Linked DNA regions of Zea mays: all the other regions are linked to region 2. The links are chromatin contacts, called in public Hi-C maps. All regions are on one chromosome and are shown on one strand. The core of a region is the stretch at or near the end of the contact, and the rest is flanking DNA. Distances in the headings are between cores, read along the strand shown. Region 1 holds the start of LOC103651130 (autophagy-related protein 18f). Region 2 has its middle 6.2 kb from the start of LOC103651132. Region 3 holds the start of LOC100285877 (peroxidase 56).

What was found. Hi-C and Micro-C count contacts between places; a contact is called where the count stands out from the background.
Region 1: a Hi-C map of ear shows a contact between it and region 2, with 2.2 times the contacts expected there. The contact joins the promoter of LOC103651130 here to the enhancer-like site in region 2. A contact is called at or near these places in 2 of 25 Hi-C or Micro-C datasets (ear and leaf).
Region 3: a contact with region 2 is called in a Hi-C map of ear, with 1.6 times the contacts expected there. The contact joins the promoter of LOC100285877 here to the enhancer-like site in region 2. A contact is called at or near these places in 2 of 25 Hi-C or Micro-C datasets (ear and tassel).

What each region holds. Positions count from the first base shown.
Region 1 is chr3:194,956,418-194,960,687 of Zm-B73-REFERENCE-NAM-5.0, forward strand. LOC103651130 (autophagy-related protein 18f) reads left to right here and starts at 2,177. Exons shown (of 8, transcript XM_008676728.4): 1 at 2,177-2,996. The coding sequence starts at 2,817.
Region 2 is chr3:195,158,561-195,162,484 of Zm-B73-REFERENCE-NAM-5.0, forward strand. No RefSeq gene overlaps it. Among protein-coding and RNA genes, the nearest start is that of LOC103651132, 6.2 kb to the right of the region's middle. Within about 2 kb of position 1,386, at least 19 of the 20 cell types and tissues checked have an H3K27ac peak or open chromatin away from gene starts, as enhancers often do. A contact at or near this core is called in ear, leaf and tassel, where this site is marked.
Region 3 is chr3:194,911,029-194,914,967 of Zm-B73-REFERENCE-NAM-5.0, forward strand. It overlaps LOC100285877 (peroxidase 56), which reads left to right and starts at 2,496. Exons shown (of 4, transcript NM_001158767.1): 1 at 2,496-2,900; 2 at 3,011-3,196; 3 at 3,313-3,478; 4 at 3,605-3,939. The coding sequence starts at 2,646.

The DNA.
Region 1 (4,270 bases), core at 927-3,426, 200 kb before region 2:
CTTCTCATATTTTAAGTAGACCATATTTTGGATGCCCCGTGAACACTGAAGACCGATAGTTGCTCCTGAGTACTGACGATTGTACTGAATATAAACATGATCACAGATCCAATAGCTACCATCTAACCAGAGATAAACTTGTTTATATTTAGTGGCTCTACTTCACTGTTCTGCTGCTACATCAATCTCCTGATGTGATTAATTGAAGAGACGGCATGTATGGCTACCTGTCTTCGTTGGCAGATATTGTTTTTGTTTTGTGTTTAAATGTTTTTTATTATGTTTTCCACTCTTCTATTAATACATAGATCCATAGTTAAACTGTCAACTTCTCGTCAACTTCTCTTTTAAAAATGCTTGACTATGATTGTTAGATACATGATCCACTATCGCAGGTGGTGTCATTTTTCCTTGTTCTAGCTAATAGCTAAAAGGTAATACAAAAGAGTAAATTATTTTTAGAACATGAACTTCAACATCACGCTTCCTGTGAAGATTGTGCCATAAGTTGTACCTTTGTGATTTGTAGCCTAATTTTAGACTTTGTTAGGTTGAAGACTGTAATGTGAAATCTACAAGTGAACACTTATATTATACTTGCAGAGCACTGATGCAGTGACAGTAGCTCGACTTGCTTTGCGGATCGTTGACATGTAACTAAACCAAAACAGCTTCCTGAGAATCTGCAAACAAGCTAGTTGAAAACTTGTACCCGAAAACTTAAAATTGGTATCTCTATATCTAATAGTGCAGACAAATAGGTACAACAATGTCAAATAGTGTAGGCACCTGAAAACTGGTATCTCTTATCTAAAGCTTCGCTTTTGTCCAGTAGCTAGCTTTTTTCTAATTGTAGTTCATTTAATATGGTAGCACATTATTCTGCACTTTTAATTTGATAACAGTTAGCACCATTTGAATTATTTTGGTTTGCTTTCTACATAAATTTCAAATTTTTATCTGTTGATTTCTGCTTTATTCCTTATTTAAACTTTACAGACAGGGAATATTGGTCATATGGAGGCAGAGCCTTGCACACCAGTATGAGCTATATATATGTTGCATTTCTTCATGTTTGGGCTCATCATGTAATAGAACCTGAAGGCAGGTTGTTGCAAGACTTGTATGGCATGCTTAAATTTTTGAACAAAATATAGCTCACACAGAGACATTACATGCTTAATTTTTTTGAACAAATTAATATATGTATCGAGAATCGTATGACACATAAATTTCTTGAGAAATGACTTGTTCTATGCTTTAATTTTGTTGGTTTTATTGGCTTTTGTTGGTATTTAAGTTTGGGGTTTAATCCACATGGAATAAACGAACAAACATAGTTGTTTGGGTTTTGGAATATAATCCATATGGACCAAACGAACAAACATTGGTTAATTGAGTTTTGGGATTAAATCCCACAAGGGATTGGGTGAAAGGCTTGGATTCACCCAATCCATGTGGGGTGAAAAACCAATCTGAAAAATTTTCCAGAAGTGCCGAACAAGGCCTTAGTGAAAAAGGCAAAAAGAAATGCAATGGATCCAAAGGGTGCAGGTACATGCCTTCTCTGTTCTCTCCCCTGATCTCTTGAGCGAAGGAAAAAAAAATCACGGCACGCTCGTTGCAGCATTTTTGTTTTGGCTGCGACTAGTATCCACAGGCACGCTCTGTTGCTTAGCAGAGCCCGGTTTATTCAGCTGGATCTCAAGTGATTCCCATGCTAAACACGGGCCCTTGCGTGTTCCACAAAGCATGCTTTCACGTTATGGTCGTATCCTCGCATGTGCAATCGACATATTCTACACTCCTAGTTGCGGGGTGTTGGGATGGGTACTCAAACTACCTGGCAGCTTGCATTTGCAATATCCGGGCTTTATTAGGAGCCAAATTTGCCTTGGGAACCAAGATTCCTGTTCGTGCTACGACATTTTCTGCATTCGTGGTTCGTGCTCCACTCCGTGTGTTCCGAACGGGACATTATGTACGTAATCATCGTACGGGTATGCCATGAAAGTCCGGTCGAGAACGCCAGATCTGCTCAGCTCTGACCCCCAGGCCCCAACGTTCAGAAATTAAAAAGTAGGCGGCAGCCAACGACGCGAGTACTTGTACTTCCCTACACGGCAAGCTGTACACATTTATCTCGTAGACGGCTAGATGACGCTTGGTTTATCCCCCAGCCGTTTGGTTTATCTCCCCAGGCAAGCCAACGGGCAGCGGCCGCCCCACCCCACTTCACCCGTCTCGCCCTGCTTCCGCGCCGTATTCTCTCTTCTCTCCTACCCACAAACAAACCCGAACTGAACACTGCTTAGCAGCTAGTATTCTATTTCTCTTAATCCCGTCGTCTCGTCCAGCGAAAAGAGGAGGAAAAAAACACACGGAACCGCAGGCAAACCCTCGCTTTCTCCGATCGAATTGCTCGTCCCCGTGCAACCACCACCGGTTCGGCCGCTCCCCACCACCAGTCCTCCCCGCCCCCGCCCGCCGGACGATCTACTAGGCCTCTCGCCCCGCGCGTGCCGATTTCCCCCACCTCGAGCGCCGCCCTCCTCCCGCGCCCATGGCGAGCACCTGAGGATACGGTCAGTGGGCTGTTTCTCTGCGAGAGTCCCACGAGTCCCCACAGAAACAGCCCGGGGGCATCAGCGATCGATTCGGAACGCCTTGGTTCGGTCTGATTGCCGGATTGGTGGTTTCGTCTCGGCCTCGGCTTCCTCAACTATCTAGCTTGGAAGCCAAGTCTGGGCTTGCTTCGTGTGGATTGCATCTGGGGAGGCGGTAGCGTGCACGGGTGTGATTCTCGGACCGGCTTCATGCGGGACGGCGCGCCGGCTCCTCGCGCCGGCGGGGGCTTCTTCTCGGCGCGGTCGCTCTCCAACTGCATGAGGATCGTGTCGTCGGGGGCGTCCACGGCCGCCTCCACGCTGCGCTCGGCCGGGGCATCGCTGGTCAACTCGATGGCCAGCCACGAGGAGGATGCAAGTCGTGACCAGGTTCGTTAACCTTTGCTTGTTTAATCGATACTAGTATGTCGCTCCCCTACTTTTTTGTGTGTGCAAATATAAGATTTACTAGTAGTTTATATTGATACCCTGCTAATTATAGGGCACTGGGGAAGCTTTTAGTTGGTTCACGTGTGCGTTAGTTAAAATGAGCAAAAAAGTGTGTTGATGGCTGGAACTGGAAGGCACTTCCGTTTCTGTTTCTGCCCCAAGTCATACCTACTAGGATTTAGGGTTATTGTCAGTTTTTTCATGCACTTATACTGACAATCAGTATACCATCTCTGTTATTTGAACTAGATGCTCTTTTAGTGCTTCGTCTTATCAAGTCCATTTAGGTTTGTCCTACTCCTAATTCAAACTATTTTACCTTTGACTATCAATTTTTTCTAAAAATTAACATAGACTGATAACACAATTCACATTGTTACTAGGTTCATTATGGAAAATACTATCATACTAGTATATAGCTATTCCCATTTACGACAACATATTTTTCAAAGATATTGCTATAGGAAGTGTCATACTGAGAGACTGCTGATCAGACGGGCTACTGTATTATTTTAGTAGTTAGTGGTGCTTGTTCAGAACTAAGAAGTTTGCAAATACGCTGAGATGATTCGGGTATAATCGTACAAGCCAAGCTGCAGATATGGAACCATGCAGCTTTCACAATTAGTCAAGTTAACTTTGGGTCCTGCTTTTAATCTTGGGATTGGAAAGTGATGGTTGGTCAAGACAAGACACTATGACACTATATATGCTACATCCTTTTGTTCCCCTCTAATGGTTTGTTATTGTATTAAATTGTTATAATATCAAGTTGAGGACTGAAGTTATGCTCTGGTTTACTGAGTTATGGATTCCCACTTTGTCATGAAAATCGAACTTCAATTTCACCATGGTCTGAACTGTATGTAAGATAGACTCCAATGCTGAGCAAAAAGTTGGTTATAAACTGTGACTTCACATTATAGTTCCATATTGAAAAATACATATAGTAAAATAAAAGTATGCTCCACATTTTAATCCTCCAGTCTCTCAACCATGTAAAATTGTATGTAATCTTTTGCAACTCTTTGTTTGTTTGTACACATCATTCTTTATGCATGTTTTGACTTTTGAGTTATGTTGAAATTGACCACCATCTTTGGCTTTTTGCATAGTGTGTATAAAACAAATTGCAGTGTCTATATGTTTGTTGTATACTGTAATGAAAGCTGTATATACATCAAATCAATAAAATGATCTAAGGTTTGGTTTTT
Region 2 (3,924 bases), core at 136-2,635:
TAAAGAATCATGAGTCTTATAGAAAGGATTGTATGATTAAGCGTCCACATCTTCCTAAAAAAACCAAAATTAACTCAAATGCATATCTTCCTGATGGGAAAATTACAGCAATATAAATGTGATATTATAACCACACTAACCACAGCTAGCTACATCAATATAACTCCGGCAATATAAAATTACGTGTTGCTTACCCTCAGCAATATAAAATTACATGTTGCTTACTCTCTGTCACACACACATACACACAATCTCCAGCTAGCTAGATCGATTGGGTTGGTTAAGCTAAACCAGTTTGAGATTGTTAAGACGTCGCCCTTTTCTTGATGCGGAGTTGTACAGACCGCTCTAAAGACATTCATCATGCGCGTCAACTAAGAGTTTGATAAAGTTCAACAGCTGAAAGAAATGTCACGTGGCAATGGGTATGTTTAAATGCACTAAAGCTAATAGTTGGCTACTAAAATTAGTCGTATACATCCAAACAGTCTAGATAAAAGTTCAACAATTAGACATTTTTAGCAAATTAGATAATAGCTAGCTAAATATTTTTAGCAAATTAGCAAATTTCACTAGCAATTTTGGTAACAGAGAAATTTGGGTAAGAAAAGATATGTTTGAAAATTACAATCTTAATGATAAATCAGCAATCTAGAAAACGCTAGAGCCCATCAGCCAACAGTTATACATGTCCCCTCTCTATCTGTAACATGTTTTTTCTCTTTTGGGTACGCTCGGGACCATAGGTCCTACTATGACGATATTACAAAATGATACTCCCTCCGTTTCTTTTTATTTGTCGCTGGATAGTGTAAAATTGCACTATCCAGCGACAAATAAAAAGAAACGGAGGGAGTACAAACTATGTACTATAAATATTAATATCTTTTTTATATATTTAGTTCAAATTAAAAAAAATGATTGACTCTTAAAGATAAGAACGTCAGCTGTTTTGGGACGTGGGAGAAGAATCAACATGGTCTTTGTATGTACGTCTTATCGCTTGCTAGTACATATAAGAGGTGTCCGACGCCCCTAGGCCCAGCAGAAAAACATCGAAACCTGGGCCTAAAGATAGAACACATATAGAGGGCTTGTAGCTAATAACGACTGGGCTTGATAATATAAGTCCCAGCTGGGCTCCCATAGATGAAAAAAAAAAGGAACGCTGCACCTATTATTTGGTGTGGAGGAAGGGCTAGCCTAGAGGTTTCTTGCAAGTTGCCAAACAAACCGGCGCGGCCTATTATTTGAGCGCCCGGGGAAAGGAAAGGAAACAGTGTCGTGTCGGATCTCGTATCTGGACAGTTGGGATGGAGCGCGTGCGGAGGGTTGAATCGCGCACAGTTGCCTTGGTCGTGAGACACAGCGCCGGCATCGCACCTGCGGGCGTGCGGTAGGATAGCGACCAGATGGAGGCCAGGGCGGGCCCGCCGGTAGCTGGGAATGTCCCCTGCCTCGTCGCTGTCCCACGGGCGCGGTTCACGGCAAGATGCAGCGCACCAATGATTCCGCCCGGCGCCCTCCACCGTGCGCGGAGGGAGGCGAGACACCAAAAGAAGCCCCGAGCCACGTCGTGGTCCGCGCACAGCGCGTGGCATGGCATGTCCCCCGCCTGGTGATTCGACGGCACGAATCGTCCGTCAGCCATCGATCGTTAGCTGGGGCGGAGTTAATGGACGCGACGCAACCAGATTTCCCCGCCATTTATCAGTCCAACTAGATCGCTCCGTCGTCCATTCACTGGGGGAAACCCCCTTTTTTGGCGCGTACTTGCTGGGCGTGGGAATCAAACGCGGGGCCGGATCGGAGTGTGGCATGGCACCAAACGTTACGAGACAAGGGATTGAATGGCGCTCTGATTCCCTGCCTCCCTCCCTCCCCTCTTGTTTACTCGCCTCAGTGCCTCATCTGCAACTGTAACATATGCCTTTGGTAGCCATGCAGCCCGACGGGCCATCGATGGCGCATAGGACAGCAGAGCACGGGGGGGCCGGCATTCCTATCCTACCCATGCCCTGCCGCGGCCGGGAGTTGGAGGCGGGAGCGCGCGCGCGTGCGACGCCTTTTCCTTTCGGCTGACGACGACGCGTGGGATGCGGCGACGGAGGGATGGGCCGGCCGGCCGAGGCCGCGGAGCGAGCCACGTCGACGTCGAGGGGGGGATGCCGCACCAGCCAGCACCAGGCTGGCCCCCCGTCAGCGCGCCACCGTCCCCTCCCCTGCCCTGCATTAACCGGTGGCATGGGGCGGGCCGCGGGCGGGGCAACATGTCCCGTGCTCCACGCTTCTTTAAACTCCCACCCAACCGGCCAGCCCAACCACTGTCGCTTATTCTGAGGGATCTTATCAGGAACCCAAGGATTTCTGTAGCGGCATAGCTAGCATCGGATGGGAGCGAGCGACGACGCACAGCAGGTTGGGGCGGGGCGTTGCAGTGCTCCAGTGCTCGATCGGTGTCATGCTGCAAGCCCGTATGGGTCTGACTGATCGGCATACTATGCGGCTGTTGACCAGTTGGACGACGCTGCACTGACGAGACCGCACGGCCGATTGACCAGGTCAAAATGGTCTGACAACTGGTAGTCAGTCTGGATGAGGGGCAAGCAATGATTGGCAGTTGCACGCACGCACGCACGCTACAGGAGCAGCACGTTCGGTACAGAGCGATTGGCCGGTTTGGCAGCACTCCCCGGCCGCTCCAGGTCCCCCTCTCCCGCACACAACACAACACACAATGACACAAACCCCCGTGCCAGTCAGTCCGGCAGCCCCCAGCCCCATTCCAGCAAGCCGCGCACGCCCGGAGCCGCGGAGATCATTACCGCCAAAGGTGCGCCACCGCGCCGGGGGCCGCCCTGTCGTCTTTGTACCGTGCCGTCCACATGGATGCCTGCCTGTTTGTTGCCTGGGGGTGTGCTGTAGCGGTAGGCTCGCGCTCGCCTGTTCCGGCTTTAAACGCAACGCCTTTCGGCCTTTGCCTTTGTCGTCTGCTCCCCTTGATCCGCCGATCGCCACCAGCTCCGATCCCCCTCACGACTGGGGGTGGACGAACTAACGTTTCGGCCTTTTGAATCGATGTCTTTACGATCCAATCGCTGGAATTTGTACGAGTTCGTGTGTAAAGACCTGATCCAAACGCTCGCGGTTCCAGGAAGATTGGCAACCAGGCATGCCCACGTATAAGCGCCCCCGGTGCTTTATAGAACAACTAATTAAGCTAGTATACTGCTGGAGCTGGAGTACAAAGTCACGGCTAGAGAGGGAACGCTAGCTTGTCATATGCATGGAATCGTACATGGTTGTATGCAATTTATTTGTAGGAATTTTAAATCCATGTACCACTCCTCATTTCTACCCTCTCTAGCTAGTAATTGATGAGGCGATTTTACTAATACAATGAGGAGTGGTGCTAAACTAAGGGCACATATGTAAAAATGCCTAAAGTATGGTAAAAAAAACTTAGCCTAAATCACTGTTTTTTTATGGTTAGGGTTCGAATATGCATGGTCGCAGCCGTACTATTCATTATTAGATTTGTTTCCGTCTTCGATCGCTGTCATCTTCAGAGACCTAGACGCCTAGCTAGTACTACGTACGTACCGAGATCAATGAGTTGCTGACACAGATGTCTGATCTAGGAGTATCAGTTGAGCGCTGCCCAGTGATCGAATTAAGACGCCCGGCCTGCCAAAGAGAAATAAAGTTCAAATGGGAGCAAAGTGCAATTAATCGCAAAACAACATTCAGGACCGCACGCACCAATATGCTAGAACTTCTCCGACACTCCTACCCTCCATTCCTCCAAGCTGATGTATATCTTCTCTCTCAGCCCTTGTTCAGTTACGAGGGATGAAATCCCACCATAAATTTAATACGGGTCTGAATTTGGTGAACTCATACCTCACATCAAATCATATGGTG
Region 3 (3,939 bases), core at 1,246-3,745, 250 kb before region 2:
ATCTACCTTTTGATATACTCAAAAATCTACATAGAATATACTGATGTTTCTAGTAAACTTAACTTCAGTTTTTTAGTAGACGAAAATTAAGATACATATCAGAAAGATATGGAGAGGGGGTCCATCTATAGATGGCTAAACGGGCCCGGTCGGCCCGACCCGACACGACCCGTGTTCGGCACGACCCATTTAAGGCACGACCCGTCAGGCCCGGTTAGCAAACCATGCCGTGCTAGACGGGCCCACGTGCCGCCGTAGCGGCCCAGACACGGTCCGTCAACATGCTAGTCGTGTTAGGCCGGTCCTGTAGCACGTTGGCTCATCTGAGTATAATGTATAATTCAGCAAAAAATGTGTAGCTATGGGGGCTTAAACACGCAACCAAGTGTATGAGAGACTTAAACACACCCACCTAGCCAATGCGGCTACAATTTTATTGTGTTATAATTAGGGCTGGAAAAAAAAGCTCAAGCTCGACGAGCTGGCTCGGGCTCGTAGCAGCTCGGCTCGGCTCGGACCGGCTCGACGCTCAAAACGAGCCCGAGCCGAGCCTGTTTTTGTGGCTCGTGAAAAGAGCGAGCCAGCTCGGCTCGGCTCGGTGCAGCTCGCGAGCTGGCTCGTGACTCGACCCAACAACAATTTGTTACATAAAATCTTAATTAGCATATAATATTAGTACCGAGTAGACAATAATTTATGTTATTCGAGATTACTATACAAAAATAATCTATTTTCTATATTATATTAGTGATATATCTATTTTACTAATTTAAAATATTTTTAAGATTTTATATAATAATTTAGAAAACAGATTTACGTTTATGGCTAGGCTCGTTGGCTCGGTCAACAGCTCGCGAGCCTGGAGCGAGCCGAGCCGAGCCGAGCCGCTTTTTCGAGCTCGCCAGATGAACGAGCCGAGCCAAGGTCGGCTCGTTGCATGAGCGAGCCGAGCTCGGCTCGGCTCGTTTCCACCCCCAGTTATAATGTTATATGTTGAATTCTTATACTTAATATATATAAAATATTAAATTTAATAAAAAAATATAACTGTGTCGTGCTCGTGCCAGCACTACGGATCGAGATGGTGGCCCAGTCACAGCACTTTAGTTGTACCGTACCAGGCAGTGTCACTATACTAGCAGGGCCAGGTCATGTCTGATTCGTGTTTTTTCATGTCGTACTTGAGCTGATCCATCGTGTTAGTGTCATATGGCCATCTATAGGTCCATCGGATTTGGGTTCGTAGGGCGGGCGCCCTGGTGAAGCTCTACCAAATCTGGCCCTGCCTGTAGGCAGTCTCTTCATTTACCAGCGCCCTGTTCTCTTCCCTGACCTGCACCCCAACAACCGGCGCCCAGTTTTGTTGCCGATGTTCATGTGCCATCAACAGCAGCGGCTTCGTTTGCTTAGTCAAATGGTGCTTTTGCTTCCGGATCTTCATCCTCTTTTACTGATTTGTTTGAACTTTGAAAGGTAGCAGAGTCTGTAATCCTCTTGACTTTGCCCTATACTGGATGAATATTGAACTGGTGAGCAGTCTGTGGAGGTGATTGAAGTGATATGTCTAGCTTTTTGATCGAATTGTTTAGCTTGCCTTTTTCTCATTTGCTGAATCCCTCTTAGGAGATTTATCATTTTCCAATTCTTTCCTACAAGCTTTATCGCTGTCAGATTTCTTCTTTATTTTCTCTGTTTCTGCTTCCTTCTGGGATTTCTTCTTTTCGAGGTCCAGTGTTGTAACTACTGTAAAAACACATGGGAAGACCGTGCGCGGTGCGCCGCTCTTAATTTACCAAGCGTGGATTAAAATAGGGAGCAGGCTGCTGAAGATAGCCTCATACCTGATTCGGTGGACGACATTCTTTATCGCATATGTCCAGTTTTACAATTCCATCCTGCGAAACGATAAAACTTTGACTTTGAACAAGTACGCTTAAGCGTAACAGCCCAGAAGATGGCCCCGGCAGGTGGACTGGTTCACCAAGAAACATCCGCGGCCTCCTCCGTCTTGCTGGTGCTGGGCAACAACGCCCGTGCGTCAACCGTTTCGCAGTCAGCACGTACGCAGCTAACATAGGCCACGAGCTGAATCCCGCGCTACACCTCGCTGGTCGCTGGGTGAATTTTCTTTCTTCTTAACAAGCTTCCAAGTCATGGTTGCTTACAATATCATCAGGTACGGTCCAGCGACCATGGCGACAAACTCCCAGCCTCCTGGTCCTGGTGAACAGCCAAGCCATGTACATGTAGACATGGGCTGATGGCTCTGGTAGTCGGCTGAAAGAATCCTCCCGTTGACGATCGCAAAGGGCATGACAGGACGGGCCCAATCCGTGCACCTGCTCGCCCGCCTCCTGCCTGCCGATCCCCGTCCCGTGTGAAATGGCTATTGCGCTCGCTTCTCCTTTGTATTCCGCTAGCTAGCCGGGTTCTGAGATCCCGAAAGCGAGGGTCGACCTACCTACCACTGCCTCGCTTTCAGCGAAGACTTTCCCATCACTTGTTTATGCTCGCGCCCGGGGGGAGGGCTGGCTGGCGGATACTTGCAGTTTTATACTCCAGGCGTACGCTACGCGGTTGGGCCGCGGGCGTCCAGTTCTCTGCCTTCTCCGATCCACCGATCGAATTCCAGTTCCAGGCGGCCGATGGCATTGAGGCGGCGGCTGTTGCTGCTGGTGGTGGTCGTGGCGGCCGCCGTCGCTCGCTGCCGGGCGGACGACCCCGCGGTGAGCATGCTGCTGCCGGGACTCCCGGTCGCCGGCCTCGCCGTGGGGTTCTACAACGAGAAGTGCCCGCAGGCGGAGGACCTGGTGCTCGCCGAGATGCGGACCCTCGTCGACAAAGACGAGACCATCGGCCCGGCGCTGCTGCGCTTCATGTTCCACGACTGCCTCGTCCGGGTGCGTACGTTGCCGCAGCCGGCCTTCTCATCGTCTGCCTACTGCTTGATACGAGCTTCCTGGATGTCTTTTTTTTTTTGTTGTTGTTGTTGCCTCGCGCGCGTGCGCAGGGCTGCGACGCGTCGATCATGCTCGTCTCGCGGAACGGGACTGCGGAGAGGGACGCCTTCCCGAGCTACGGCCTCCGGGGCTACGCCGAGATCGAGCACATCAAGGCCAAGCTGGAGGACGCGTGCCCGCTGACCGTGTCGTGCGCGGACATCATCGTCATGGCGGCCCGGGACGCCGTGTACCTGGTAAATAAAATAATTATAAGCAGCCTCCGACATAATTTGTTGCTCTCCTCGATCGGACCATATCAACCTAGCTACACATTAATTGAATTGAAGAAGCGGCTTCTCCTTGTTCCCAGAGCAACGGGCCGCGGTACGCCGTGGAGACCGGCCGCCGCGACGGCAAGGTGTCGGCGGAGTACGACGCCGACAACGACCTCCCGCCGCCCTCCTCCAAAATCGTCGACCTCAAGACCTACTTCAGCTTCAAGGGGTTGGGCTGGAAGGACCTCGTCGTGCTGTCAGGTACAATACAACCAATGAGCTGTCCAACTACGTACGTACGTACGTCCTGCAAGCAAAGTAGCTAGACGACTGATCGATCGACGACGGTGGTACACACGGAACAATCCCTGACTGCATGCAGTGCAGGAAGCCACACGATCGGGAGGGCGCAGTGCACCACGTTCGCGTCGGACCGGCTGTACAACTACAGCGGCCACGTGGGGCAGGACCCGTCGCTGAACAAGGCGTACGCGGCGCAGCTGCGGGAGATGTGCGAGCCGGGGCTCGCCGACGACACCACCATGGTGGAGATGGACCCGCGCAGCCCCTACACCTTCGACCTCAGCTACTACCGCAACGTGCGCGCCAACCGGGGCCTCTTCACCTCGGACCAGGCCCTCCTCGACGACCCGTGGACCAGCGCGTACGTCGAGCGCATGGCCGACGCGGCGTCGCCCGACGAATTCTTCGCCGACTACGCG